2 separate regions of the Hordeum vulgare genome follow, and region 2 is linked to region 1. Evidence: chromatin contacts called from public Hi-C data. All regions are on one chromosome and are shown on one strand. The core of a region is the stretch at or near the end of the contact, and the rest is flanking DNA. Distances in the headings are between cores, read along the strand shown. Region 1 holds the start of LOC123447382 (phospholipase A2 homolog 3-like). Region 2 holds the start of LOC123447395.

What was found. A called contact is a pair of places that touch in the nucleus more often than the background predicts.
Region 2: a contact with region 1 is called in a Hi-C map of leaf, with 4 times the contacts expected there. The contact joins the promoter of LOC123447395 here to the promoter of LOC123447382 in region 1. A contact is called at or near these places in 2 of 6 Hi-C or Micro-C datasets (leaf and seedling).

Annotation. Positions count from the first base shown.
Region 1 is chr4H:14,911,742-14,919,011 of MorexV3_pseudomolecules_assembly, reverse strand. It overlaps LOC123447382 (phospholipase A2 homolog 3-like), which reads left to right and starts at 3,054. Exons shown (of 4, transcript XM_045123980.1): 1 at 3,054-3,465; 2 at 3,586-3,634; 3 at 3,722-3,844; 4 at 3,931-4,404. The coding sequence starts at 3,322. The coding sequence ends at 4,103. It also overlaps the pseudogene LOC123447384.
Region 2 is chr4H:15,572,515-15,579,784 of MorexV3_pseudomolecules_assembly, reverse strand. LOC123447395 reads left to right here and starts at 3,126. Exons shown (of 8, transcript XM_045123991.1): 1 at 3,126-3,701; 2 at 3,954-4,195; 3 at 4,297-4,419; 4 at 4,867-4,983; 5 at 5,069-5,251; 6 at 5,348-5,489; 7 at 5,642-5,807; 8 at 5,891-6,407. The coding sequence starts at 3,386. The coding sequence ends at 5,909. TRNAT-UGU (a tRNA gene) reads right to left here and starts at 7,061; the gene lies at 6,990-7,061.

The DNA of each region.
Region 1 (7,270 bases), core at 1,805-4,304:
CATGATCCTATATCAGGCTGATCTCAAGGAAGTTCGTGGTCTGTATTTGGACGCGAAGTCCTCTGCTCGTTGGCTTCAGGATCAGCAAGGAAGATACATCACCTAAACTAGTCGTGCACAAGGATTCTCAGCTGTCGGCTCAGGTGATTGGCCTGTAAGCAGGCGCATAGACTTGAAGAGCACAATCAGAGCGTTGTTTTCGTAGCAGCTGCACTCTGGACTGGACAAAATCGATTCTGGTGTACGGTCGCCTCAGATGTATCGGTCGTTGATTCTTTTGCGGTGAAGTGGGATTTGTTGGATTGTGTCTCGTGGTAAGACCGACCCAATTTCTGGAGCATTGCCTTTGCTTACTTGCTCGATAACGTATTGGGGTTATGCTGTAAAGTCCACCTTGTGTCTTTAAAGTTTAAACTAATTATAGATCATTAATACATCTAGTGTAGATTCGCGTCAGGCAAATACAAACTGGGCCGTGTGGAACGCGTGCAAGCTAAACAAACGTGTGTGGATTCGCTCAAGGAGTGAAGCTTATCTGTCATGGTTTTGCTGGTAGACGAGAATTAATCCTGATCCATGTAAGGTGCTGCCTTACATGGAGAACCATACAGGCGACATGACTGCTCTCCGACAGTCTCAACTTTGGCATCGGTTTCGCTTTCTTGCCCCGCTCCTTAACCACGCAAGAACCGGACGATCCTATCCGCCTACGGGGATCTACAGCGAATAACCGGGCGCTCACCCGGCTCCTGTCCACAAACAACATTCCACCAAGCGTTAATCCAATTCGGACGCATGACATGGTTCCCGTCGGCCGGGCTAGGGTATAGGATGCCAAAGAAAACATGTGCTGAGAAAGCGAGAGCGGCCGAGATCGCCGGGGAATCGGGGATCAAGGGTCGCCGAGATCGCCGGGGAATCGGGGATCAAGGGTCGAGATCACCGGGGGCGGGGATCGAGCTGGTGCCGGACGGAATTCCGTCACAGCAAAAACAAGTCGAAACCATCACCAATCCACACGAACGATCGATCTCACGCATGCATGGCAGCTGAAAAGAAAAGAGAAACCATTCGGAAAAAAGAGAGAGAAGAGAAACCAGTCATGTAGGAGTGCGCCTTTTCCATTGACTAGCGCGCCTTTGGCCGACGGCGATGCGGAGAATCCTTTATCGTCGCCGTCGACGGCTGTGTTGTCCATTTCACATGCTGCTGAGGCCATCATAGTGAAGAAACCATCCGCTTTTCCTTCTAATAGTAGCAGTGGCCAACAAAGGACTTGGATGATGGGGTTAGTCGGTACATATGTTTTTTTCGGTGCTCACTGTGAGCCGTGCAACAACGTGAGCGTCTTCATGTTTTTTATTATTATTATGCGGCCGAGGAACGTGTTGTCCATTTCACATGCTGATGCCATCATAATGGAGGAAGGAACCATATGTTTTTCCCTCTAGTAGTAGCAGTAGCCAACAAAGAAACTGAATGATGCAGTTGACCGGTACATATGTTTTATTCCGGTGCTCAATGTGAGCCGGGCAACGACGTGAGGGTCTCCATGTTTCTTTTATTATTATGCGTCCAAGGAACGTGTTGTCCATTTCACATGTTGAGGCCACCATAGTGGAGGGAGAAACCATCTGCTTTTCCTTTTAGTAGTAGCAGTAGCCAACAAAGGAACTGGATGATGCGGTTGACCGGTACATATGTTTTTTTTCGGTGCTCAATGTGAGCCGTGCAACGACGTGAGCGTCTTCATGGTTTTTATTATTATTATTATGCGATCGAGGAACGTGTTGTCCATTTCACATACCGAGCCCACCATAGTGGAGGGAGAAACCATCTGCTTTTCCTTGTAGTAGTAGCCGTAGCCAACAAAGGAACTGGATGATGCGGTTGACCGGTACATATGTTTTTTTCCTGTGCTCAATGTGAGCCGTGCAACGACGTGAGCGTCTTCATGGTTTTTTATTATTATTATGCGGCCGAGGAACGTGTTGTCCATTTCACATGTTGAGGCTTCCATAATGGAGGGAGGAACCATCTGCTTTTCCTTCTAGTAATAGCAGTATTCAACAAAAAAACTGAATGATGCGGTTGGTTGGTACATATGTTTTTTTCGATGCTTAATGTAAGTCGTGCAACCACGTGAGCGTCTTCATGTTTTTTATTATTATTATGTGGCCAAGGAAAAAGACCAAAGTGAAACGTGAAAAGATGAAGGTGGAGAATGTTGGAACGGTCGGAGGACAGGGATTGAACGGAGACGGAGAAGAAACGGCGGGGAGCCCAGCCGGAGCATTGGAGGATGACGGAGACGCGGGGTTCTGACAAGGGCGTGGCATGGTGGCGGGGGTGGTGAAGCGACGGCGAAGGCAAGAGAGATAGAAGGAAGGAGAAAAAATAAGGAGGATGAAAGTCACGGGTCTAGAAAGTATTTGGGGGCAGGGATGATGGATAGCAACGTTTCTCGTTTCCGGACTACCGCATCCCTCCCCCCCATCACTTTGTGTTTGATTTGTAGAAGAAATTGCGTCCGAACTTTGTCGTGGGTTGGTACAAGCGTTGGATGACTTCCACGGTTCAGACACCGCAGTCGGACGGTCCGCCTTTGGAGATGCTCTTAATTGGCATATTTTTCCATAATGTCCGATATCCGACCAACTGGTGGAGCTCAATTATCATGGGTCGCCCATATATATGGGACATATGACCCAATGAAAAAGGCACGCTACGAACATGGCGGCAAGAGTCGACACGAGAGGACACTAGCAACCAACTGAGCTGACAGCCGATAATTATAAAGCGTACTCGCTCACTCTCACGGTTCACTGAAAAATCTGGGTCTGTCCACGACCCAATCACCCAATTATTTTCGTCGAAAGAGACCACGGAAAAAGGAAAAGGAGGAGAAGGCGCTGGATGCATGGCACACATGCTCGCCGTCTGGATCGCCCACCGACCGACGTGGTGCATGCACGGCATCTTCCTCCGCGCTGTCGACTGCCAGCCCGTGTCCCCGTGAGCTAGCCAACAAGCCCCGCGCGCTCACGAGCGGCATACAACCAAAACGCGCACCCGCGCCCCATCTTCACCTCCCTTTTCTCTCTCTAAATCAGTGTCACAACTTGCCAACTACAGTTGCAGAGTTCACCTCGTCGCTCCAGCCAATGTGCCCCTCCGCTGGATCTCCCTACTAGATAATATCTTATCTCGCCGAGAACGACGGCAGGGCAGGGCGCGCGGTATAAGTCCAGCTGCTGGCGGCCGCCGTCTCGATCGACACAAAGAGAGAGAGAGAGAGAGATCTGATCTTTCTTGAAGAGGATGGCGCATGGCAGAGGCAGTTGCCGGCGGCTGCATGCGCGTCTACTCGCGGTGGTCGGGCTCCTCGCCTGCGCCGCCTTCGCGCCGCGCTCCTCGGCTCTCAACGTCGGCCTCCAGTCCGTCGACGCCGACGGCGATGGCGTGGTACGTGCACGGTCTACGCATGTACTATAACCTACACTTCGTATAGCCAATTATTAAGCTGAGTATGCTATGGTTTGTCGACTATTTCTCGGCGGCCGGCCGGCGGGGACGCTGACGCAGAGCAAGCAGCAGGCGTGCAGCCGAACGTGCGAGTCCGACCACTGCACGAGTACGTAGGCGCATCAACTTCTTCTTCTTCTTCTTCTTCTTCGTTGGTAGTAGTAACTGCATGGTGACTGGTGATCTCTTGACGCAGCGGCGCCTTTCCTGCGGTACGGCAAGTACTGCGGCATCCTCTACAGCGGGTGCCCCGGCGAGCGCCCGTGCGACGCCCTCGACGCCTGCTGCATGCACCACGACAACTGCGTCCTCGTCAAGAGTACGTGCCCCCAACAACCAATCCATCCATCCATCAACTAGTATTTACGTAGCCGATGTCTGAGTCTGACTCTCGATCGGCATCAGATGACTACCTGAGCACGGAGTGCAACGAGGGCCTGCTGGAGTGCCTGGCGGAGCTGCGGGACGGCACGGGCACCTTCGAGGGGAACAAGTGCATGATCGACGAGGTCATCGACGTGATCACCGTCGTCATCGAGGCCGCCGTCGTCGCCGGCCGGGTGCTGCACAAGCCCTAGCTAGCTAAATCGCGCACCACGGCGGCGCGCGCGGGGAGCCGGCGAGCTGGGGGGACAAGCAACAGCTTGCTCGGTAGGTGGGTGGTGCATGCCTTTTCTGCTTGGTGTCGCTCACTGGCGGTGGGTGTTCGTCCTGGCGCGCACCGGCCGCGCCAGCGCCTCACGTACGTACAGTCTCGCACGGGAATGACCTGGTTTGATACTTTAGCTAAGATCGACGGCTCTGAATTGTATATGGGCATGATGATTACCATCACCTGCCTGATTAAATTTACATGAGTTGGTACGTCTTTTGCCTACACATCATGTGTCCGTGGACTGCATAATTGGTACTCCTACTACCCTATTACAGCTTGTTGATATGATTATTGGCCCTACAGTATTTTTTTTATCCTGGACATATCTAGATTTATTTTAGTTATTGCACATCTAAAGGACTCAATCAAGAATAGAAAAAAATAGGGAATCGTTTCCCACCCGCGCGCCGCCGAACCGACGCGCCGGTCGCCCCCTCGCGTGCGCGGGCCTTGCAACATTTTTCCCAGCCGCGCGCTTCTCCGGTCAATGGATGCAACATTGTTCGTCTAAAAATGTTGCAACCTGCGTTATTTTTGCTGCAAGCGTTTTTTTACTATATTTTTGTCTCATTAAAAGAGCTGCATATAAGTTTGGTTGCAACTCTAGTTCGTCGGATTTTTTGTTACAATCGATGTTTTTTACTTTTTGCTACAACCGTGTTAATTTTTGCTACAACCGGCATCATGTTTTGCTGTAACCGTTCACTAAAAAGTTGCATACACGTCACGTAAATTTTTGTTACAACCGGCGTTTGACTTTTGCTATCACGTACCATCAACTTCGTTTTTTTGCTACGATCACGTAGATATTTTTTTGCTACAATTTTTGTTTTTTATTGGAACCGTTGAAAAATTTGCTACATGGCATCAAAATTTTGCTGCATAGAGAGAAAAATGTTGCATGCGGATCCAACGGTGCGGACGGCGCGGGATTGGTGGATCCTGCGGCCCGCGCGCGGCCGGCCAAAAATCTGGACCGGCGCGCCGGCGCAGATATCAATGACATAGAACTTAGATGTTCGATAGTTATGACACATCTAAATATGTCTTAGAGCAACTTCAACAAGCGTAGCGTGCTAAAATATTTTTACAGCGCCGAAATGCCCCTTATTTAGGGCGCGGCATGGCGCCCGCTCCAGCACGTGCCCCAAAATGGGGCGCGGTGTTACTGCTCAACGCTGTAAAATTCACAACCCCCGTGCCTAGTCTAAACAACATTTTTCACCATAATAAAATCAAAAAATCAAGAAGAAAAAAATAAATTAATAATAAATAATTCAACTATTATTACAATTCAAACAAATAATAAATCAGTAACAAATAGTTCAATAATACAACATTAAACTAATTTTGACAGCCATGTCATGCCCATCACTCTTCAATTAGATTCTTCTCAAGATTATCATCAGTATGGGTACGTCGAATGACATAATAGGAGACAATAAATTAATCTATCCTTGCAGCCCTTCTCCGCACTCGCACGGGTGCCCCAACAATTCATATTAAAAATATTATAGATCTTACCTGTGCTCATTCTCAATGATTATGTTATGCATGATCACGCAAGCGTTTATGATGTATCAAAGGATCCTTTGATCTCATCTAGCCGGTCCCCTCACAGTAGCAAATTGGGCTTGCAAAATTTCAAAAGCTCTGTCCACATCTTTCCTAGCCGCCAACTGAGCTTTATGGAAATCAAGATTTTTCTTACCTTGCAGTGTCGTCAACGGCTTCACAAATGTTTGCCACTTGGGATACATGCCACCCGCAAGATAGTAGTCATAGTTGTATGTATGACCATTTTTTATAATTTCCATCGGTGTAGTTTCACCATATACAATCTTATTCGTGAGTGATGATCGATTAAGAACATTGATCTCATTCAAATATCCAGGCATTTCAAAAAAAAACATGCCAAATCCAAGTCTCATGATCGGCCAATTCTTGAAGGATTATAGTTGAAGGGCCGTGGAATTGACCATGCCATGCCTTAGGGCAGTTCTTCCAACTTCAATTCATGCAATCTATTGAGCCAAGCACACCTGAGAACCCGCAGGGTTTGTTCATCTCCAAAACCCTTGCGGTGTCTTCAACATTGGAAGCTCTCAAATATTCCGAACCAAACACTTGCACAATTCTTACTACGAAGCGCTTGCCACACATGATGGCTTGACTCTCACCCATGGCCAAGTGGTCATCAATGAGATCCGACGGAATACCGTATGCCAACACAGGCAATTCGGCAGTCACCTTTTAAAACGTGTTATGCCCAAGTTATCCGGCGGCATTCCTCCTTTGCTAAAAAAACAGATCATGGCTCGTCAGTTTCTCTGCAATGCGTTTGAACAACTCGATGCTCATCCTGAAACGGCGTCGACAGTAGTACTCGAGGTACGTGGCATCCTCCGCAAAATAGTTCCTTATCAATCTGTTATGGGCATCGATCTTATCCATCCATAACTTCTGACAACCCATAACCGAACCACCGTGCCTTGGTTTTATATTAATGTGCATAGATACGATTATATTGCGAGGTCCTCCTCCTCTTGAATATCGAATGCTTCGTATTCAGAATCATAGGACGAACTCATCTTCAATATTGTATTTAAACTAGTTTAAAACTACGAACAAAATACATCAAATTCATCTACAAAAACATAAAGTCGAAATATACATACCTTGCAAGCATTTTGTCAAATACCTTGTGCGCGTCAAGCTCCAAACGGTCGCCGGGCGCTGTTCGTCGGAAGGATGGTGCGCTCGAGCGGTGACGACGAACGGTGGAGGTGGAGAAAGCAACGGCGGCACACTAGGAAGGGCGGGGAAAGCAACGACGCGTGGGGAAGGGCGGGGAAAGCGACGGCGACGCGTCGGAGCAAGGGGGAAGTATCTGGGCGTCGGCGCCTGCGCCTGGGAGGATCTGGTGGTTGGGGTGGAGGAAAGTCACGCGCGCGCGTCGTCGCTGTCCAGTGTGTAGGAGCATGCATACGAAATACACAATGCGCGATGCAATTTTGGTGTGCGCGCTAGACCATGTACAGCGCACACGCTTTTTTCAGTGGCTGCTGGAGCGCTCATGTCGTCTCCGCG
Region 2 (7,270 bases), core at 1,877-4,376, 660 kb before region 1:
CCACCTTATATAGAACCGAGCACAGGGAAATAGGACGGAACTGGGAGATCTTTTGGGGTCGTACCTTGGGTATAAGGGTGATCGATGTATCGTTTAGGCCCAAAGGTAGATCACCTCCATTCAAGAAGCCAAGCACCCCCGTGGTAACCGACCCACTCAACAGATTCCAATGTTTCTGGAAGAAACCCGCGGTGAAACCATCTACACCCGGGGCTTTCGATGGCGCCATTTGAAATAGCGCATCCCGAACCTCCTGTGCTTCGAAGGGTTTATCAAGCAGTACACTCATCTGAGGTGAAACCTTAACAGGAACGTGTGTAAGGATCTCCCTCATGTCACTCCTACTATGAGAGGAATATAGGTCTTCGTAGAATGACAGGATCTCAGTCTGGTCCTCCTCACTGGTCGCACAAACTGAACCGTCTGCCCGCACCAGGCCACAGATCTTATTCATACGTTGACGTTGCTTCGCCTGTGCATGGAAATACCTGGTGTTGCGGTCACCCTCTTTCAACCATCTTACTCTGGATCGTTGCCACATCCAGATTTCTTCCTGCTTCAGTACCAACCGGAGTTTCGTTGCAGTTGCCTTTTCCTCGTCGGATGGGCCACGCCCAACCGAAGACCGCCGCAGCTTATCAAGCTTGCGTTGTAACTGACGAATAGACCGGGCCAAACAGCAAAATTCTTTCGCTCCCCATGGCTCCAGGGTTCTCTGTAAGGCTCCCAGCGACTCCATGATCCCTTGGAGGTTATCCGATCGCTGTTGCTCTTGCATGTTGCCTTGACCAATTGCTCATACTCCATATGAGTTTACCACATGTTTTCATATCGAAACTGTTTAGTTCCCCGAGCGCCCCAGTTCCTCCCATGCTCACTAAGATCTGTAATAATGAAGCAATGGTCAGACTCCACAGCACTAACATGACGCACCCGAATATTCTCGTACTGCTGACGAAAAGAATCGTTTGCAAACGCTCTATCCAAACGAGCTTTAACATTGGAAGAACCCTGCTGTCCGTTATCCCATGTAAAGGGAACCCCCGTCCATCCCAGATCCTGGAATGCGACCTCCTCAACAACCTCTCGGAAGAGCTGCATTTGACGTTCCGGATGACGTGCCCGACTAAAATGCTCGTTGCCATAGAGATTCTCATTGTAGTCTCCCATACTCAACCATGCTGTGTGTGGCATTGCAAACAAAAACCGCAGCAGGTTCCAACTTTGAATTCTGTTCTCCACTCTCGGTGCTCCGTAAAACCCTGTGAACCTCCATTCAACTGAGTCATGGTCACTTAAGAGCACCATAGTGTCAATATGGTCGATACTAAAACTTCTCAAGTCTACGGTGACGTCTTTAGACCAGAAGAGGCCAACACCTCCACTTACTCCATTGCTATCCACCGCAAAACAGCCCACAAAACCTAGCTGATAGCGTAGGTTCTCCACTCGTCTAGCCCTGATTTTGGTCTCCATTAAGAACAGTAGGGCGGGAGCTTCCTGCTTCACAATACTACGAAGCTCTCGAACTGCCTCGGGGTTCCCAAGCCCCCGGCAGTTCCAGCTTATGCACCTCATTGGGACTGGCAGGGCTGCACCGTAGCCTCTGTCGAGTTTGTTGGAGTTGGCTTTTTCTTCTTTGGAACTCTCTCTCCTTCCTTAGCCGCATCAGGATCCACCTCATTCTCATCCCCCTTCATACCTTGGTCACCTGTTGTTGCATCCACTGCCTCCGAACCATCAGTGATCAAGAGCTTTGATTCAGTAACACGACGGTAAGCCTGCTTGGGTACCTCCTTCCTCTTATTATTCATGCGGTTTTTCACTGGGGAATTTACTTCGGCAGTACCACCTTTCGCACTAGAGCTAGAGTTCTTGGACTCCCTCTGATTACTAGTACCAGAGTAGTGCTCCTTATTGGAGCTGTCACCAGACGACGCCTTCTTCCAGTCATCACTAGCCCGAAGCTTTGGCCCAAACGGTAGCTCTCCATTAGTGTCTCTAGGGCCCGGAGTAGAGCAGTAAATATCTGCATGCCCAAGTCGGTCGCAGGAGAAGCAGAAGTGGGGAACATGCTCATATTGTATGTCATACATGTCTACCTTCTTCCTTTTTGCTGAATCGATCTAGATCCACCTCCGGAGTGGCTTGCATACCTCAATTGAGACCCTTGCTCGCAGGAAGCCTTGTCAATCTGCTGAGCTATCAGCTTTCCTCATGCATCATTACGTAGATTGTACGGGAGATTTGGTACACGAGCCCATAAGCTGGGCCTGTCCAATTTAACTTCATCCGCCCGCATGCAGTCGTCGAACTCTGCCAAGACAACATCGTTCCTGCTAACGTGCCAGGGAGATCCCTCCCATATTCTATCTCTATCTCTTCGTGTCTCGAACTCAGCCACAAAGGTATTCTCCCCCATAAATCGAAACTGCAGACCTCTAGGGTTTCCCCAAGCCGGCTTAAGAGCCCCTGAGATTGTTTGGATGTGCAGCAGATTCTTGTGTAGAATCCTCCCCGCCAGGAGCCACTTAACCGGCTTATCATCTTCTGTGTCGTCGATCACAAGTGGTGTTGCTTCCTCATCGGTAATCGCCATCTTCCCTAGCGCCTCCTCTAGCTTCGCTCTTTCCGCTCGAGGGGAGTAGGGACCGGAGTTGTGCTGCGCGCCGCCGGGATTTGGGACCGAAGCCATCCCAGGGAAAACCCCCAGGGCGCACCGTCGTCGAGGAGACCGCGGCCGCCGTCCAAGTCCGTCGAAACCCTAATCGCCAGAGGGTTTTAGGGTTACGTGAAAAACTGATCACGTTTATACAGAGTTGACGGTGACCATCACTGCTGATGTGACATTAAACACAGTATTTAGGGTATTCTTCAGTCGGGTGACCAAAGTGAATTGGGTGATCAAGTAAAGTGACCGTGGATGAATTTATCTCCGGTTCGACGCCCCGTCCTCAACGTTAAACGAGAATCACATGCTGAATCGGGGGACACCTGTCCAAGGCTTCCTACCCCACGCGAGCGACGTCGTCGGCAACGAGTAGACCTTTCAATTCAACCCCATGCCATGTCACCGCACGACGACGGCGTTTTGCCTGGAAAACACGACCGGAGACTCGCAAGACACAAGATTTTACCCCGGCGAGCCGCCACCCACCACCGCGCGCGTCCGCTCCACAGAAAATAATGCATCTCCGTCGTTTTTCCGCCCGATTCCCCGCCCCCTCATCGCTACATTCACCACCCACGAGTTCCACACCTCCCTCCACTCCCCGGCGAAGCGGAGAATCCTCCCCCTCTCGCCGACTTCCCCAGACGCTTCCACACAGTGAAGTACTAGGACTGCTGCCTGCTCGCTCGCAGTAGCTGCAGCGGTGGTCGTGGCATGGCATCTTCCCTCGCGCCCGCGTCGTGCGCGCTGCCCCTGCATCCCAGGGCGGCCGCGGCGGCAGGCCCCTCCTGCCGCGTGCTGCTGCTCGCCGTCGCGGCGCCCCGCTCGGCCGCGTCGGTGCGCCGGGCGGGGATTCTCGCGCCGGTGCGGTGCTCGCCGCTCGAGGATCCCGGCAGGGAGGAAGGGAGGAAGGAGAAGGGCCGGGACGTGGGCAAGCGGGTGCGCGGGAGGCCCATGTGGAGGCGGATCCTGTTCGCCTCCAAGAAGACCCGCAGCATCATGATTCTCAACGCCCTCACCGTCATCTACGGTACACCTACACCTAGTACCTTTCTTCATCCCTCTCGAGTCTCCAGTTCGTACGATGCGCTCAAGGTGTTGAAAATGGCGGCGCCATGGGTTGACAGAAGCAACAGTTGTCCAATTGTTCAGTACTGCAAGTGCAGCTTAATTTGCTAGGACAAGAAGTCTGTGATCTGGAATTCAGTAGTAGTACAGTATGCAAGCACGAGCTCAGCGTTTGACTTGACGGCTTCCTTTTCCCCGTTCCTGTTTTCTGCAGCAAGTGATATCCCAGTTCTGAAAGAGGTTGAAGCCCTCACTGAACCTGCGGTTTTCAACATGGTGCGCTTCGTTATCGCAGCCATCCCCTTCCTGCCATTTGTGATACGGGCATTCGGAGATCGCCGTACACGAAATGGGGGACTAGAGCTAGGACTTTGGGTCAGTCTGGCGTACCTTGCCCAGGCAATCGGGTTGACCACATCTGAAGCTGGGCGAGCATCCTTCATCGCAGCCTTCACGGTACGCCTTCTCGCACCTTTTTTTTCTTCTTCTGTTGTAAACTTGTAATGGTGGAATTGGCAAATGTTTTTGTGGTGATACCTAAAGAATTATGTGAACAGGTGATAGTTGTGCCTCTGATTGATGGCTTTTTTGGAGCCTCCATCCCCATGCTGACTTGGTTCGGGGCCATTGTATCGATTATAGGGGTTGGCCTGCTAGAATGTGGTGGCTCTCCTCCTTGTGTAAGTACTAAGCATTGGTCTTGTTCCTTATGTAGTAGCGCTTGTTAGCTTATTTAGTTGGTCCCATAAGGCCTTGATCGGTTCCTTCAGATTTGAAGGGGTTTGGAGGGGATTGAGAGGGATTAAATCCCCTACAAGTCAAATTCCACCTAAATCCCCTCCAATCTTCTCCAATCCCTCCTGGGAGGGATTTACCGAACAAGGCCTAATGGATTTCAGAACCTAGTACAGCACTTCAAATGTCTTGTTTTGTGTAACTATCAACAGTGATACTCTAAATGAATATATATTATTTCCAATGGCAACGACCAACCAATTCAAAACAGTAGATCAGTTTGTTGACAAAAACTGAGTCCGTCTTTTCAAAGATTTGGTTACAACATATATCACGTGTCTTGACAAGGAATATAATTCTGATTTTTCAATCCTCTCGTGTTGTTTCCAAAGGTTGGTGACGTGCTGAATTTCTTGAGTGCGGTATTTTTTGGGATCCATATGCTTAGAACGGAGCAAATATCAAGAAGTACAGACAAGAAGAAGTTCATGGCTCTTCTTAGCTTTGAGGTTCATAACTAAATTGTGTACTTGCAGTTTCCGATATCATCTTTGTCACAAATGCAAACCATCTCACTGATCATCTACCATTCAGGTCCTTGTTGTGGCTTTCACCTCGATACTCTGGTTTTTGCTCAAAGATGCCTTTGTTGAGGTCCAAGATTCCGGCTTTGAAGCATGGACTTTTGGTACGCTATGGGATTCGGCGGCTTCTTTTCCTTGGATACCAGCACTGTACACTGGAGTCTTTTCAACGGGGTTATGCATGTGGGCAGAGGTTAGCCTGCTTTTTAGAACCTTGTAGTAGTACTATGAACAGTGTGGAGACTTGTTTAATTTACGAAATGATCTTATATTGTATGTCTATGCGCAGATGGTAGCGATGGCCCATGTTTCAGCAACTGAAACTGCAATTGTTTATGGGCTAGAACCAGTATGGGGAGCTGGATTCGCTTGGTTCCTCTTAGGTGAAAGATGGGACAATGCTGCATGGATTGGAGCTGCCCTTGTACTATGTATGCTTGATGCTTCTTTCAGCTTTATTCTGTGCTTTTGTAGTTGCATTTTGATATTCAGACAGACAATACCTTGACGAAAGTGTTCATATTAATCAATCACAACATAATCTTCAAGCCAACTGAATATATCTTGACATCCTTTTCTTCAGGTGGAAGCCTTACTGTGCAGCTATTCGGGTCGACTCCTGAAAAATCCCAGAAAGTTGAATCACCCAGCAGGAATACATTTGAACCCCCACTGAAACGGCAGGAACGCTTATCCCTGTCCGCTATCCCCGTCGATTCCAGGAAGAACATAGGGAGCCAATTAGAGAGGTAAAATCCAGCCTCTTGGTTGTCTCTTTTGTGCTGTCCTTAGCATATTTTAGTTTGCTCATTTTTTTTCATCTGTAAAACAGGAAGGATAAAACATTGTAGCCCAAGACCAGGGCAGTAATGCATCCTCCAAAGACAGGGTCAAGATCGAAACTGTATGTAAACCAAAACAAGCGGCCTTATATCTGGCACATGCTTTGGTTCATCAAGTAGATGCAAGTGACAAAGAAGGCTCGTTATTCCCATGATTTTGGAGGTTAGTTGCCATTTAGGGCATCAACTGGACTAACTAGTGTCTAGAGATAATCCAATGCCTAGTACATACTAGAAAATGTGGCATTACTGGCTGGAACTCCGGGTTGGAGGTTTACCCTGTCACAGCACGCCGGTGTAAAGTGATAACTGCAAATGGGAACATTGTGTAGATTCCATGTAAATATATATATTTAACATAGCAAATATGATAGTAGATGATTGTAAGTGTATTGAACACACTAACGTTGTTGTCAATGCTGTAAGTCTATTGGTTGGGTACTTGTTTAAACCATGTAGAACGAATCCTAGCTTTCGACAGTCAATGACAATCTTCCTTTTATGTTCCATTTGTAATTATGAAGTGCTGAAATCATCATACCTTACACAAGTTTTTCTTCAGATGCATACATTACATGACTTTGAAATGTAAAACAAATCATTTTCATGCTTTTTTATAATAACAAAAATCATGATTTCATCATATGTAGATGCATGCCGACTTAGCATTGAAGCCATTGTACGCCACAAAATGCAATTGTTCCAATCTTGTCCAAAATTTAGGGGTTCCAACCTTTACATTTACATATGAGATTTTGTTCATCTCCATTAAGGGCCTTGCAAGAAATAGAGTACTCTTTTAGGATAGCCCAACATAGGTATTCTTCTTCTGTCTTTTTTTCTGAGAACATCTTGAATTAGCTGGAGGAATGGGTTAGATTGGGCCGCGCTGTACTGTCCAAGGCTTAGCAAAAAATAAATTCTACTCCAGATCTGTGTGATCTGGGCCCAAATCCTATAAGGCAGGCCAAATGGGCTGCGTCTTAGCGAGCCTGTATATGCCCGTCTTAGAAGGGCCGTTCTCTCTTTCTGTAGGGAACGGCAACTATACTCGCATTTTTTTTAGAAAAAAAAGGAAAAATAACAGTATGCCCCCATGCAGGATCGAACTACAGACCTTCAGTTTACAAGACTGACGCTCTACCACTGAGCTATACGGGCAACTTTTGCTTATTTTAAAGGCAGATAGGTTGATTATACATCTATCATTTCCATAGATCAGCCACCATGTTGCTCCCGAGGCGTGTTGCCGTCGCCGCTAGAATCTCCCCGCAGACTTCCCCTAGCCGCCGCTGCCATCGGCTCTTGCGCCACCGGAGCGACGACCTCCCGTCTGTCGAAGATTGTGCGGGGTGGATCCATTTTTACAA